Linked DNA regions of Triticum aestivum: region 2 is linked to region 1. The links are chromatin contacts, called in public Hi-C maps. All regions are on one chromosome and are shown on one strand. The core of a region is the stretch at or near the end of the contact, and the rest is flanking DNA. Distances in the headings are between cores, read along the strand shown.

Region 1 (6,747 bases), core at 2,776-5,275:
GCTGCTGTACTGCTCCAACTCATCTCCTTCAATCACTTTCTTCACTAGCCTCTTAGCCCTTCTAAGCTTGCTTCTTATTGTTGTCATGTTCCAATCTTTCTGAACCACCCTTGCAAAAAATTTCATATTCATGTTTTCATCTGCTCTAAAAGAATCAAGATATTTTCCAGCCATAAAAGGAGCAGTGAATGACTTAACACACCATTTCTTTATGCATGCATGCTTTGGGTTGTATTTCTTGATCATGAAGAAGTTGATTCTCCCATCAAATGATGCAGACAAGGTCCAAGGGCACCCATCTTCACAAATGACATTCAGTCTTTTCCTATCATTTCTGGGGCATTTAATGTCAACTCTCTCCTGACAGCTGTACTCTTTGATAGCTTTCCTCGGGAACTCAACAGATCCAAAGGTCTGGCCAACTTGAAACTGTGGTTTAGTCAGGTTTTCTTCTCTAAAACTTTTGAAATTCAGCTTCACCTTATCTTCATCAGAAGATGGCAGGCACATATCCACATCTTTAGTAGGATCATCAGCTTCTTCTTGGACTGCTATACCTTTGCCTTTCTCACAATCAACATTTTTGTCAAACAACTCATCATCATCCTGCAGATCAATGTCTGAATCTACAATTTATGGAATGTAATCTTCATCTGAATCATGCATTACTGAACAACCAACTGTGTCTGCTGCATCCATGTTCAAAAACCTAGAGGATTTCCTGGCCCTAAACCCAAACTGAGATGAAAGGTAAGTAGTTCCAGGCTGGGGTGGACTTGGTATGAAATGATCTTCTTCTGAATCTGCTACACTTTCTGACTCGGCATCTTGCTCATGCTCTTGATCATGCTCATGCTCTTGATCATGCTGATGCAGCTCCTGTTCAACTTGATCATGCTGAGCCTGCTCCTCTTGCTGTTGTTGTGTCTGCTCTTCTTGCTGCTGGTGTGCCTTCTCCTTATTTGGCCTAATGCCACTAAACCTGACAACTGGAGGATCCTCATCATCAGAGTGAACAGGAACAGGAGAAATAAATGATCCCATGATCAAGGAAAATCTGTTGGAAGTGGTTGCCATTCAGAGCACAATCCTTCATGTTTTCTGTCATAGTGTTGTCCCCTAACTTAGTCTCTCTTAATCCATTCTTGTAGACTGTCAACCCAGGAACACACCAATAAGCCCTGATCTTGCCCTCAAACTCATATCCAATTTCCTCCACTAGACTGGCAACAACATTAGGTGTCCAACTATCTATGTCACAGTAATCATACCAAATGGAGTGACCTTTGTGATAATCCCTATGCTTGCCAGCACACAGAAAGTAGCCACCATGTATGACCTCAATAGAGAAGTGGTTGCTTAAGGGTCATGCAAAACAATCAAGTTGAAAAAGTTCAGACATTTCAGGCTACAGAGAGGTTCAGACAGTCCAGACATTCAGACTTTTTGACTTTTTCAGAAAGAAAAACAGAGACTCATGGCTGCAATTAACAAATGTATGATCTTACAGGTCGTAAAGCAACCATTTTTGGTAAATCTGACCCAATGTAATTGCAAATTAAAACAATTTTGGTCCAATTAACACTCTGACACTAAAAGCAAACTTTACTGCTTAAACCCTAGACCCCTGGACCCATGACAAATTGGGGGGAGAAAGAACCCTAACCACTCCAGATCTCTGCAAACATGGCCATCTACTGCAAACCCCCCATGACGCAGCCCTATTTATGGTCTGCCACAAAGTTCTTCAAGAAACTGCTAAAACCCTACCACCCCACACCCAATCCGTCAGAGAGTTGAACGAACGCCCAAACCCTAGCTCGTACGCGCAATTGATGCGACCAAGAACTCTTTACGGGAGCTAAATTGGACAGATCGAGCAACGGAGCTGCCGGCGACGGCGACGTACCGTACATGGGCGGCGAGGCATCATCATGACGACGCGAAGGAGCAAGAGGCACGTCCGCAGGCCCCTCCCGAACGGCGCGGACGGCGGCAGCTCAGCGTCCGACGACGTGCTCATGGAGCCGTCGTCGACGCCGACGAGCAAAGGCACTACCTCGGCAGCGACGACGAGCAGAGAGGGTGCGAGCGGGTGCGGTCCCACCAGGTGCGCGAGCGTTTAATGTTCAGGTGTTGGCGCATTTGCAAAAAAAACCGAACTACTAGTATTACCCCCCCCGACTAGGTGCTACACAGGTGGCGGTCAAAGCCTAGCCAGCAACAGCTGACTCGGCCAAGTCAGCGAATACGTAGCTAAATTCGTATATACGGACCAAAGTGAACCCTTTGCGCAAGTACATGAACTGTAGTTCGGGTATTTTTGAAATAGTGGTACTAAAGTGTCAACCGGCTCAAGTTTTGTGACCTACAGTGAATTTTTCTCATTTTTTTCCTATAAAATTCCTCCAAGAGCATCCTTGTATGTGTGGACACAGAGATCCGGACACAGACAAACTCAGTCTCCAAAGCCGTTGGATGGATCGTTGCCACGACGAATGCGCCGCGCACAAATTAAAAGGGCGCTTGTAGGCGCCGGCGCGCCGACCGAACTGTTCGGCCGGTCAAGCCCCAGCCGCCCGATACATCGGTTCCCCACCGTCTGATTGCTTTGTTTTAAAGTCAAACACGCAGAAAAAAAACACGCACAGGAAACATGAAAAAAAGGACAGCGAGAGCACATGCCAGATCTGTGTGCTCGCCGGCCGCCCGCGATAGTCCTCGTCTTCCCGTGCTTGCTTTCCACCGCGCCATCACGCCCGTCACCCGCGCTCGCCTGCCGCTTGCCTGACGGTCGTGTCCGACACTTGCCTTGGCTGCCTCTGCTCGTCATGGTTGCAACTCAAACACAGGAGGGTTCTAGTGCGCTGTCATCATGGTTGGAGCATCCCTGGCGTCCCCGTCTCCGGCTCGCCGCCATTGTCAACTTGCAGCGTCATGTCTAGCAAAAAAAGCAATAAAAATCTCCAATGCTGGGTTGAAGCAAAAAGATTTGCCGGTTCCAGCAAAAAATAATGATGGTTCCAGCAAAACTCTCAACAGCACAAAAACTCCAGTAGTAGATTTGTAGCAAAAAAATTAGCTAGTTCCAGCAAAAAGAAACACTGGTTCCAACAAAAAATCATGCCGCTTCAATCAAGAATGTTTGCTGGTTCCAACAAATTACATGACACTGTGATGCGTGTTGGATGTAGCAATTGAGAACATTGGTTGTAGCAAAAACTCAAACGGTGGTAGCAAAGAAATTGATGCACTGGTTCCCCCCAAAAAACATAGTAGCAAAATAATTGATTGGTTCCAACAAAAACCGAGGTTGGTTGTAGCAAAAATGTACATTGGTTGTATCAAAAACAAATGACATGGTTGCAAGAATTTGGGTTGGTTCTATAAAAAAGAAACGAAAATAGTGGTAGCAAAATAATTAATTGGTTCCAGCAAGAACTGCAGATGGTGGTAGCAAAATTGAAAACCGGTTGTACCAAAAAGCAAATGACATGGCAACAAAACTTCGAGTTGGTTCCATAGAAAAAGAACGTGGTTGTAGCAAAATCTTACACTGGTTTCAGCAAAAATCAAGGGCGTCTGCAGCAAAAATTGGGGCTGCTTCCAAGAAAAGAAAATGATGGATCTCCATCACTTGTCGCCATGGTTGCAACGCCTCAACGTCGGCCGCCGCGGCTCTCCATTACTTCTCGCTGCCATCGGCAGCACCGGTGGGGGTTGGTTTGCAGCGCTGGTCGCTGGTGGGGCGTGAGGGGGCGGGGTGGGGGCAGCCACGGTGGGGGAGGCGCGGTGGCCATGGCTGGCGGCACAGCCGGTCGCCGGTGAGGGAGGCGTAAGCATCTACAAGAGAGGAAGAAAAGAGGCGAGCGGAGGAGGTTGCGGTAGAGGAGATGCACGAGCAAAGAATGAGTGGATGGTGTTGTCCTGAAGAGATAAGGTAGATGATCGTTCGGTGGTGGGCCTACATGTAGAGAAAGCGAGCGGTGCGACCGGTCTAACGATTCGGCCGGCGCGCCGTCTCGGAAGGTTTCCCAAATTAAAAGGGCACAGCGATGCGGATAGGCACCACCGCTCGCTCCGGGGCCCACGCGTGTCAGTGGTCTGACGCCGCCGCCGAAGCACACCCCGGCAAGCAACCAGCCGTGGCGCCGCCAGCCTCCGTCATCCCACGGCGGAGGCCGTTGTGCACCCCGCGCGCTTCACTCCGAAGCCACCGGCACGTCGCCTCCGGCCTCGCCTACTTAAGGCCGCAGCCTCCGGGTCTCCCTGCACCCCGCACTCACGACTCTCCTCGAACTGCGCTGCCTGGTGAGGACTCTCCTCGAACTGCGATCTTTTTCTTTGCTTCTGGCCCTGCTTGTTTACTCCTTCGGTTCTTGATTTCGTAGATGAGTTGTTCGATGAAATGGCCAATACAAGAGAATTGCTCCATGTCTGTGCTTTCGTTCAACCAGTGATAGGACCATTTGAATTCAGCTCCCATTTCCTGTCTAAAAACAAGTGTTTAGTTGTATAATCTGTAAATAAATGCCTTTTAATTCTTAAACTTCATGCTCTACAAATAGTATAGAGTGGCAAGTTATTTGGTTAAGTTGTATAGATATGTATTGTTTTGGACATGCCAACTGACCCTGGCAGGACTCCATGGCCAGGGTCGGCCTTATTGTCGTTTTATAATTTGGTGGTGACATGTTTGAGTAGTTTGTTCTTATAATTTCCATCAAAAGACGTGATTGGCATTGCATAATGTATCCTGATTTGTTATCTGTTCAAACTGACAGATTGGTTAGTCTTTAGAACTTGGAGCGTATGGGTTCCAAAGAAACGCTCTGTCGTATCCGTACTATTCTTTGCTTGTTGCTTCTCTTCTGCGTGAGCTGCAAATGTTCGGCATCAGAATTTGAGATCACACAAGTGGCACGCCTTGGTGTTGATGCCTCATCGCACCTTGCTCGAAAGATCCCTGATACGCTGTTTGGAATATTTTTTGAGGTGAGAAAAGTGATGCAGATCTTGTTAGTTCATCTTTTTCTCGTGGCACTTTGCAGGCATTTCTAGGTTCACTGCATTCACAGAATAATCCATCTGTACCAATTATGTTCCATCAGGTTCTCACTTCAACTGGATTGACTAATAATGTAGGAGATCAACCATGCAGGAGCTGGTGGAATATGGGCAGAGCTTGTTAGTAATAGAGGTACTTAAATACTTCTCAAATCTAATACACAACACTTGAAGTAAAACTGACATGTGGCAACATTCCTATCCAATCCAGTGCATTTGAACATCTGAACTTAAACAGGGAACTATATCTGTTGACAAAGAAAAGCATATAGAATAAATTTAGAAGAGCTACCCTTAAATGTTATTGTCTGAAGGTTACAATTCCCTATTGACCTATTCTTCATGATGAATTCAAATCTACTTTACCACAACATCTTCAAGTCAGTCATGACTATTGTCCAATTACGGAAATTCCATCTTACACATCCTGAATAAACCAATAGGCATTCACTTAAGTTGCTGTTGATTTTCAAGGTCTAGAATAACTTGGTTTTCCTACGATCCAGGTTTTGAAGCTGGAGGCCCCCATACTCCATCAAATATTGAACCATGGTCCATCATTGGAGATGACTCTTCCATATTTGTGGGAACAGACCGCACGTCATGTTTCAGGCGAAACAAGGTTGCTCTAAGAATGGAGGTTCTCTGTGATAACTGCCCAGTTGGCGGTGTTGGCATTTACAACCCTGGGTTCTGGGGCATGGTATGAGTTTACGTCGATCATAGGTTGATTAATCATAGCATACTGCTGTTACTTCGCGTTTTTTCCTCATGAAACCAGAATTAACTAGCACCATGCATGTTGTGTGTAGCTTTCAGGTAATGTCAGCTTTCAATCTGTCGTGTTTGTCAAAATTTTGTGCACATTATGTAATATACTGCATTTTCATTTGTTTGCTTTCCAATAATGCCATCATAATTATCATTCCAATCTCCAGAACATAGAGGATGGGAAGACCTACAATCTAGTTATGCATGCCAAGTCACCAGAAATGATAGAAATGACAGTTTCACTAACAAGCTCTGACGGATTACGAGTTCTGGCTTCAGCTGCCATACGGTTAGCATCTTCTCTCTCAAATTTGGACATCATGACGAGTAAATTTGACTATTAGCAACACTAGTGGAGGTATGTGTACGCCAGAGAGGGCCACTGTACCCCCAGCCTTTGAAAGAGAAATAATTGTGAAGGAAAAAAATATATTTGGAGGGCTTAGATGGAAAATAATAATAGTGTTTTGCCCCCTCCGATCTTCAGATTTGCCTTTTGCCACCCCTCCCACCCCCCGAAGTACTTTTCTAGCTGTGCCACTGATTAACAGTTAAGGAAAGGTTTGCACTTCTGCAGAGTACCTGGCGGATCGAATTGGATAAAATTGGACCAGAAGTTGGTTGCTCAAGGAACAGACAGAACCTCAAGACTTCAAATAACAGCTAAGACAAAGGGAGTTGTATGGCTTGATCAAGTATCACTCATGCCTTCGGATACATACAAGGTAAATCATACTTTTGTTGTCAATATTGATACTCAGAATATTAGTACATCTCAAGTAAAGCTATACTGGAATTTAATCTTGTTAAAACTTAGAAACTTCAACTTATTTTTTTTAATTGTTGTAGTATATGAATATACCAGTGGTGCATATGTTTATCTGAGAGTTTGACATACCAAATTTCTCT
Region 2 (7,164 bases), core at 2,155-4,654, 130 kb before region 1:
ATCAGCATCAATTTGGCGGCCAAGGCACAGATTGGAGACATATAGTTACGCTGTCTAGTATGGAGTAGTAGTCTGTAGGATACGTTCTTCTCTAGCAAAGACATGACTAATAAAAATCCATCAACATCAAGTGATGAGTAATGACAATACATACCGTGTGACAAGACACTAGTACAAAGTTGAGTCATCTATTTTGGAACGGAGGGAGTACAATACTTGTTAAACATGACCGGAAAACCTAGAAGGAACAGAGATAATGACATTTTTCTGTACCTTGTTTATGCCCAGCATATTTTGTGTCAGAAAGAACCTCGACAGTTTGCAGATCCACATAAGCATGGCTTGAGCTTGCAAGCCAGGGGAGATTTCCCCTTGAGGCCCGGAGGAGCCCCTCTAATGCCATAATCATATGTCAGCTCAGTCATAGGAGGGATATGTTTCATAGCGAAGAACATGATATGCGGATAACTGTCATCGGTATGGTCATATTGCACAGCCTGCCAGAGTAGATTCGGGGAGCAGCTATGGTTGACGAAACGAGCAACGTTGCCTGCATCTTTTGCACTTATCACGACAGGAAGCTTCTTAAACCTCTCAGCTGTGGCATCTGCACCTTTTTCCTCGAGCAACTCTGCACCCAGGTTCCATCTTAGAGCCTTGTCACTTGGACATGTTGTGCGAAAGGTGTACTCGTCCTCCTCGACATCCATGCTCATGTTGGTTTCGTCCATGACTTGACCAGCATACTCGCAAACGAATGCGCCGGCACGGATCGGGTCCCATGATCGGAGACCCCATCCACGGTCTCCGGTCCGGAACACCTCAAAGTTGAGCTGAACACCTCTCTGTGCAACCCTGTTCCGACAGTCCTTGGTGCAATGGCAGTCACGAGAGCACTCGTAAAGCATCGGAACATGCCTCGCGAGCACCCCGTCCAAGTTGTAGGGAAGATCGCCGCCATTCTGTCGCGCGCACGAACAATTGGGGTCACCTGGCATGCACACACTAGTACACTCACAGTGGTGCAATGGCTTGTTCCTACCAAGAGGTCTCGAGTGCTTCACTCCGGTGACATACTTGAAGTGGCTCGGCCCCGTTTCGCCGTCGACTTCGTTGACAAGGCACACAGGCAGGATCTCAGCCCCTGATGATAGATCCAGCACCATGGCATTTTCTCTTGTGGCACGGTTTGCCTTCCACTTTTCTGTCATCTTCCAGACTGAAATTCCATGAGGTTGCCCTGGCTCCCTCCTCAGCCTGTACTTGAACACACTGAACCCGTTCTTGGCCGTGTCCATCCAGGAGTCCTCGATGCGATACACTCCATCGTAGATGTAAACCTTGCCTGCTGTGATAGAGAAAGGGTCCCGTGCACTGCGCACCACCCTGATCTGGTTCTTCTTGCTGGCGCTGTTGCTGAGAGCAAGGTTTCCTTTCTCCAGCTTCTGGTCGTGCTTCTCCTTGTCCTTGCGCCGGCTGTTGCCTCCTTGGCCCGTGTACACCAGGGTGTCGGTCTCATCTTCAACGTTCTCGTATCCGCCGGACGAGATGATGCTCACGGCCAGGCTCTCGTCCCTCCCGGCAACAAGCTTAGCCGACAGGTAGTCGATGCCGGCCATGGATGGCGCATGCAACCCCACGATGCACATCTCAATCCTGTAGAAGAAGATGTCTCCGATTTCGACGCCCGGGACGGGGCCTATCGTCTTGAGGCTGTTGATCTTCAGGTTGTTATGGTTCATGAGAACACTGGCCTTGAGGTCGGCGCGCCTGCCCAAGCCCTCCTTCTCATCCAGCTGCAGCGTCCGGCGCCGGAGCGAGTCGAACATGGCCATGGTCGCTTCCACTGCCTCCCTTGGGTTGTCCGATGCGGAGGGCCAGCCGGCGAGCTCCTTGCTGAGGCTCCTCCTGATCGGTCTCTGCTTGGTGTTGGCTGCAGTGGAGTCTCCGGCCTGCCGAACCCTCTTGGCTGTGCTCTTGGGTGAAGATGAAGATGGTTTCCTCTTCTCGGAAGCAGGAGTGTAGTCTTCATCCGACAGTTCCTCTTTGAGTCGCCGCGCGGGAAATGCTGCCGAGATTGGCGTGGCCTTCAGAGGAACTGCGGACCCTGGTCCTGGTGACGGCCCAGCAAATGAAGCTGGAGCTGGCCCAGGGTGTTGTTGCGGTGGCGGCCCAGCAAATGAAGCTGGAGCCGGCCCAGGGTGTTGTTGCGGTGAGGAGCAGGGCCCTGGCGGCGGCCCAGCAAATGAAGCTGGAGCCGGCCCAGGGTGTTGTCGTATTGGTGTGATGTAGTAGAAGAATGGTGGGTCGGATGATCCAGCAGTTGCTAGATCATACCCAGGAGGGGTAGGGAACATCGGCGCTAGTGAGTGCAATGGCTTCGGGTCCAAGGGCTGCTCCTCAGTTCCTGCTTCGTCTATCAAGCTCCCCATGGTGAACTCCTGGCAGTAGAAAAAAACAGGGTAGAGTTAATACTAGATGCTAGCTGATGTATATGGAAGATCAAATATATATGATCAACGAAGAATAGCATCCATGTAAATATGTAAGTTCAGAACATTGTATCAGCTTCAAAACAGGACAAAACTGTATTATCTTGTGAAGTGAAATGCAGCAACGCGGAAACAGAAAAGATTCATATTTTGATCACTAGCTTGTTGGCTGGGTGGAATTAATATGAATCTTTATGCGATGGTGGCAGTGTAAAAATGGCATATTGACTGACGAGTAGGATTTGGTTGAGATCTCTTTTACACTTAATAAAAGAAGTGTGATCTTTTTCACACTGTAATCTTTTTAAGAAAGGGAGGTCAGTGCTTTTTTTTTTTAAAGAGAATAAATCTGTAGATTCAAGTAATGATATAAACCATTGAGCTGAAAGAACAGGGTCTTGTGAAATGCAGCAAGCAGAAACAGAGGAATCTTCTTTCTATTGAAACAAAAGAAACAGAGGAAAACACATATGCTGCTCTGCTCACTATTGTGTTACTTTGTGTCGAAGTATCCATACCATATGAATGTAGTACAGATTGGGGTTGTTTTAAACCGACAGAAAACACATCTATTTCAGCATGCTACGTTCCATGTCCCTCTCCTCCTCACATATGAACCAAAAATGCCGGTATCGACAGAAAGAAGAAACAAAGTTCAAGAAGAGGAACGTTGAGGAACCCAGAAAAGAAGGCCATTTCTCCACAGATACGATCATCCAAAACCAAAAATTACTACTACTACTCAAGAGCGCCAGAAAATAAAATCGCAAGAAAGATTGCCGGGAGCCGACTGACCTCGAGGACGTCGTGGAAGCGAAAGCTCTTCCTCTCTCCACCGAAGCGCTCGCTGGTGCGTTGTGGTTTCACTTCTTTGGAGGTCACAAGTGGTAGTGTGGTGGGGTAAAAAGGGCACTTGCCTGTGTTGTGCCACGGCTTGGGGCTCCCCTCCCCTCGGTGAATCCGTCTCAGCTCTCAGGGGGCCTACACGTGTAGTGCCAGGCGGTCGTGTCACCGGTCACGGCTGGCAAGGTTCGCCTCTTGGGCTTCTGTGCTTTCACTGTTCACCGTTGGATCGGTCTCGAGATCCGTGCCGCTGGAACCAGCTGGAAACGGTTCAACGCTGCTCACCGGTGGCAGCTTATTAAGACATCTGCCGGTCAAAGTCACTTCACTTCACTTCGGCCTGGCAAAAAGTTCACTCCCTTACGTGACAGCTCGGTAGCAAAAGGGTGAAATACAGACCCTTGTTCTGCCCTGGCCCGCCCGTCGGTGAGACAGACCCCCTTTTCTCTTCCTCTACCTCTCTCCGCGTCCCCGTCATCGCTGCCGCCACCACCACCCCCTGGTCGCGCCGTCTTTCACCAGGGACGTCCCAACCACCATCGCGCCGTGCCATAGCTGTCTCTGCGCCGGCTTGCCGGAAAGCATTTGGCCGGCGTTCTCTGTGTTGCCGGTGGGAGACAAACTACGGCCGTCGTCGTTGCTCGTCGTCACCAACCTCTTCAGGCCGACTGTTCGGTCACGCAAGGCGCCATCCAGCATCGTCGTCGCCCGTCAACAAACAAAGGAGTGAAACCTCCAACAGAGAAGAACCGGCATACCCTCCAACAGAGAAGAACCGGCATACCCTCCAACATCAAAAACATCATAGAAGATGCAAGTGAACTCCGTTTTCGATGAACTCGAGCTTGTCATAAAAAAGACCAAGAGTTCCAAATCTCACAAGGAGAAGAACCAAACAAGAACCAATAAAGATGATGCAAGGATGCAATGGTTTGAGCTCTCTACGAACGATACGATCAAGCAACTCATCGAGAGCCCCCCTTGATAGTACAACAATCGATCCTATAACCCGATCTCCCACAACTACCGTGAGACCGGTAAAATAGAAAACCTATCAAGGGCAAATATTTGCCTTGCACATGATCCACTTGAGCTAGATGATGACGATCTTCTCCTCCTCAAGATGGACCACCTTTCTTGATTGCGTTGGCTCGATGAAGACTAGTAGATTGCTCCCCCATACTCCACTATGGGTGAGCCACTCTTCTGCGCATCTTCACAAGTCCATTGTCGCCACAATGGACGGCAAGCTTCAAGCATATGATCTCTTCGTGATGATCCTACTTGAACTTGCACACCGCAACCTAACCACACAAAGAACTCTCACGAAGATCATGGGTTAGTACACAAAGTATAATTGACAATGCTTACCATACCATGGGATCGCTTGATCCCTCTCGATACATCTTCTATGCTTTGTGTGTTGATCAACTTGATTCACTCTTTGACTTAGTCTGGATCAACCTTGAATCTTTCCAACTCTCTTCATTTGGATGATGTCTTGAAGGTAAACATGAATGATCACACACTCTTTTTCTTCAAGACATGCTTGCTATAAGCACAACACTCATATGGCCAATCTTTGGATAATTCCTTAATAGCACCTTGGTCATCACAAACTCTCCTTGAAACCAACAAATGGACTTCAAGAAAAGCCTATGGACAAACCCTTCAAATATAACTCAAGGCAACCATTAGTCCATAGAGATTGTCATCAATTGCCAAAACCAAACATGGGGGCACCGCATGTTCTTTCAACATGTGGACTCACTCATATGAACATACTCATCCGCAAGATCACCAGGAATTCCATATGCAAGTATGCGCATAGTCGCAGTGCATTTCTGGTATGAAGAGAAACCAAGCTTGCCTAGGGCATCCACTTTTCACTCAAAGTATGGGTCATACGCGACCACTCCCTTGTGAATATGATTGAACATGTTCCTTCTCATTCGAAATCGGCGACGAAATTGACGTGGCTTAAAGAGTGGACCATCCTTAAAGTAACCGACATAGAGAAGGTGTTGCCTTTCTCTCTATTGCGGTCCAAGGCCAGAGCATGGCCGGGGATTGATCCCCTATACCGAGGCCGCTTCCTAGTGATGTGTTCATGCACGACCAACGCAGCCGCCAGCTCTTCCTCATCCGAGGATGAATCATCAGATGAGCAAATGAAATTGTGAAAGAAAAACTCATCACCACTGTCCATTGTACCTTCTCAGAAATCCGTCAAACGCCTTGCGGTCATGGTCGGAAAGTGGACGGATAGTGCATGCTCTGCTCCCCTCGCAGGTTGGCCTGGAGACGATGGGCGACGATGATGGTGGATGGCGCCTTGCATGACCGAACGGCCGGCCTGAAGAGGTTGGTGACGACGGGCGACGACGACGACGGCCGTAGTTTGTCTCCCATCAGCAACATAGAGAACGTCGACCAAATGCTTTCTGGCAAGCCGGCACAGAGACAGCTATGGCACAGTGCGATGGTGGTTGGGACGTCCCTGGTGAAAGACGGCACGGCCAGGGGGATGGTGGTGGCGGCAACGATGGCGGGGGCGCGGAGGGAGGTAGAGGAAGAGAAAAGGGGGGTCTGTCTCACCGACAGGCGGGCTAGGGCAGGACAAGGGCACACACCTCTCGCGTCCGTGATTGTCCATTCGGCCACAAACTCGGCCCAAACTTGGGCCGGGAATGGGTCAAAAGCGAACAGAAACCGGATGATGGTCCGTTTGCGGCCGCGCATTGGGAGGCATGTTTTGTCCGTATACCTCCAAACGGACGCAGCCGGACATGATGGGGTCGCGCGTTCACAAACTCAAATTGTCCGTTGGTCTGTAAGGATAAAAGTAGATGGACACCTATTTTCATCTTTTGGTCTATTTTATGTCTGTTCGCACCTATTTTCTGTTGGGAAACGTATCATGCAATTTCAAAAAAATCCTACGCTTACGCAAGATCTATCTAGGAGATGCATAGCAACGACCGGGGAAGAGTGTGTCCACGTACCCTCGTAGACCGAAAGCGCAAGCGTTTGACAACGTGGTTGATGTAGTCGAACTTCTTCTAGCTCCGACCGATCAAGTACCGAACGTACGGCACCTCCGAATTCTGCACACTTCAGCGCGATGACGTCCCTCGCCCTCTTGATCTAGCAAGGTGCCGAGGAAGTAGATGAGTTCCGTCAGCACGACGGCATGGTGACAGTGATGGTGATGTGATCCGCGCAGGACTTCGCATAAGCACTATGAAGATATGACCGGAGGCGTAAACTGCGAAGGGGGGCGCCGCACACGGCTAACGATTGTTGTTGCGTGTTCTAGGTGCCCCCTCCCCATGTATATCTAGGTGGGAGGGGGAGGGGAGCTGCCATGGGGCGCCCCTTGGGAATCCTACTTGGGGTTCCTATCCCAATTGCCCCTCTTTCCTTATTTCACCGGAGGGGAAAAGGGAATAGGGAAGGGAGGAAGGAAAGGGGGGTGTCGGTGTCAAAACCGGCGGATCTCGGGTAGGGGGTCCCGAACTGTGCGTCTAGGCGGATAGTAACAGGAGACAAGGGACACGATGTTTTTACCTAGGTTCGGACCCTCTCGATGGAGGTAAAACCCTACTCCTGCTTGATTGATATTGATGATATGGGTAGTACAAGAGTGGATCTACCACGAGATCAAGGAGGCTAAACCCTAGAAACTAGCCTATGGTATGATTGTTGTTCGTCCTATGGACTAAAACCCTCCGGTTTATATAGACACCGGAGAGGGCTAGGGTTACACAGAGTCGGTTACAATGGTAGGAGATCTACATATCCGTATCGCCAAGCTTGCCTTCCATGC

Evidence for each region. A called contact is a pair of places that touch in the nucleus more often than the background predicts.
Region 2: a contact with region 1 is called in a Hi-C map of leaf, with 4 times the contacts expected there. The contact joins the promoter of LOC123111292 here to the promoter of LOC123111290 in region 1. A contact is called at or near these places in 2 of 5 Hi-C or Micro-C datasets (both in leaf).

Annotation. Positions count from the first base shown.
Region 1 is chr5B:265,536,510-265,543,256 of IWGSC CS RefSeq v2.1, reverse strand. It overlaps LOC123111290 (alpha-L-arabinofuranosidase 1), which reads left to right and starts at 4,025. Exons shown (of 18, transcript XM_044532046.1): 1 at 4,025-4,311; 2 at 4,785-4,995; 3 at 5,146-5,200; 4 at 5,574-5,770; 5 at 6,006-6,127; 6 at 6,416-6,563. The coding sequence starts at 4,813. LOC123111291 (a long non-coding RNA gene) reads right to left here and starts at 3,926. Exons shown (of 2, transcript XR_006454361.1): 1 at 3,556-3,926; 2 at 2,303-2,941.
Region 2 is chr5B:265,666,538-265,673,701 of IWGSC CS RefSeq v2.1, reverse strand. It overlaps LOC123111292 (histone-lysine N-methyltransferase, H3 lysine-9 specific SUVH1-like), which reads right to left and starts at 3,404. Exons shown (of 3, transcript XM_044532048.1): 1 at 3,288-3,404; 2 at 274-2,441. The coding sequence starts at 2,432. The coding sequence ends at 300.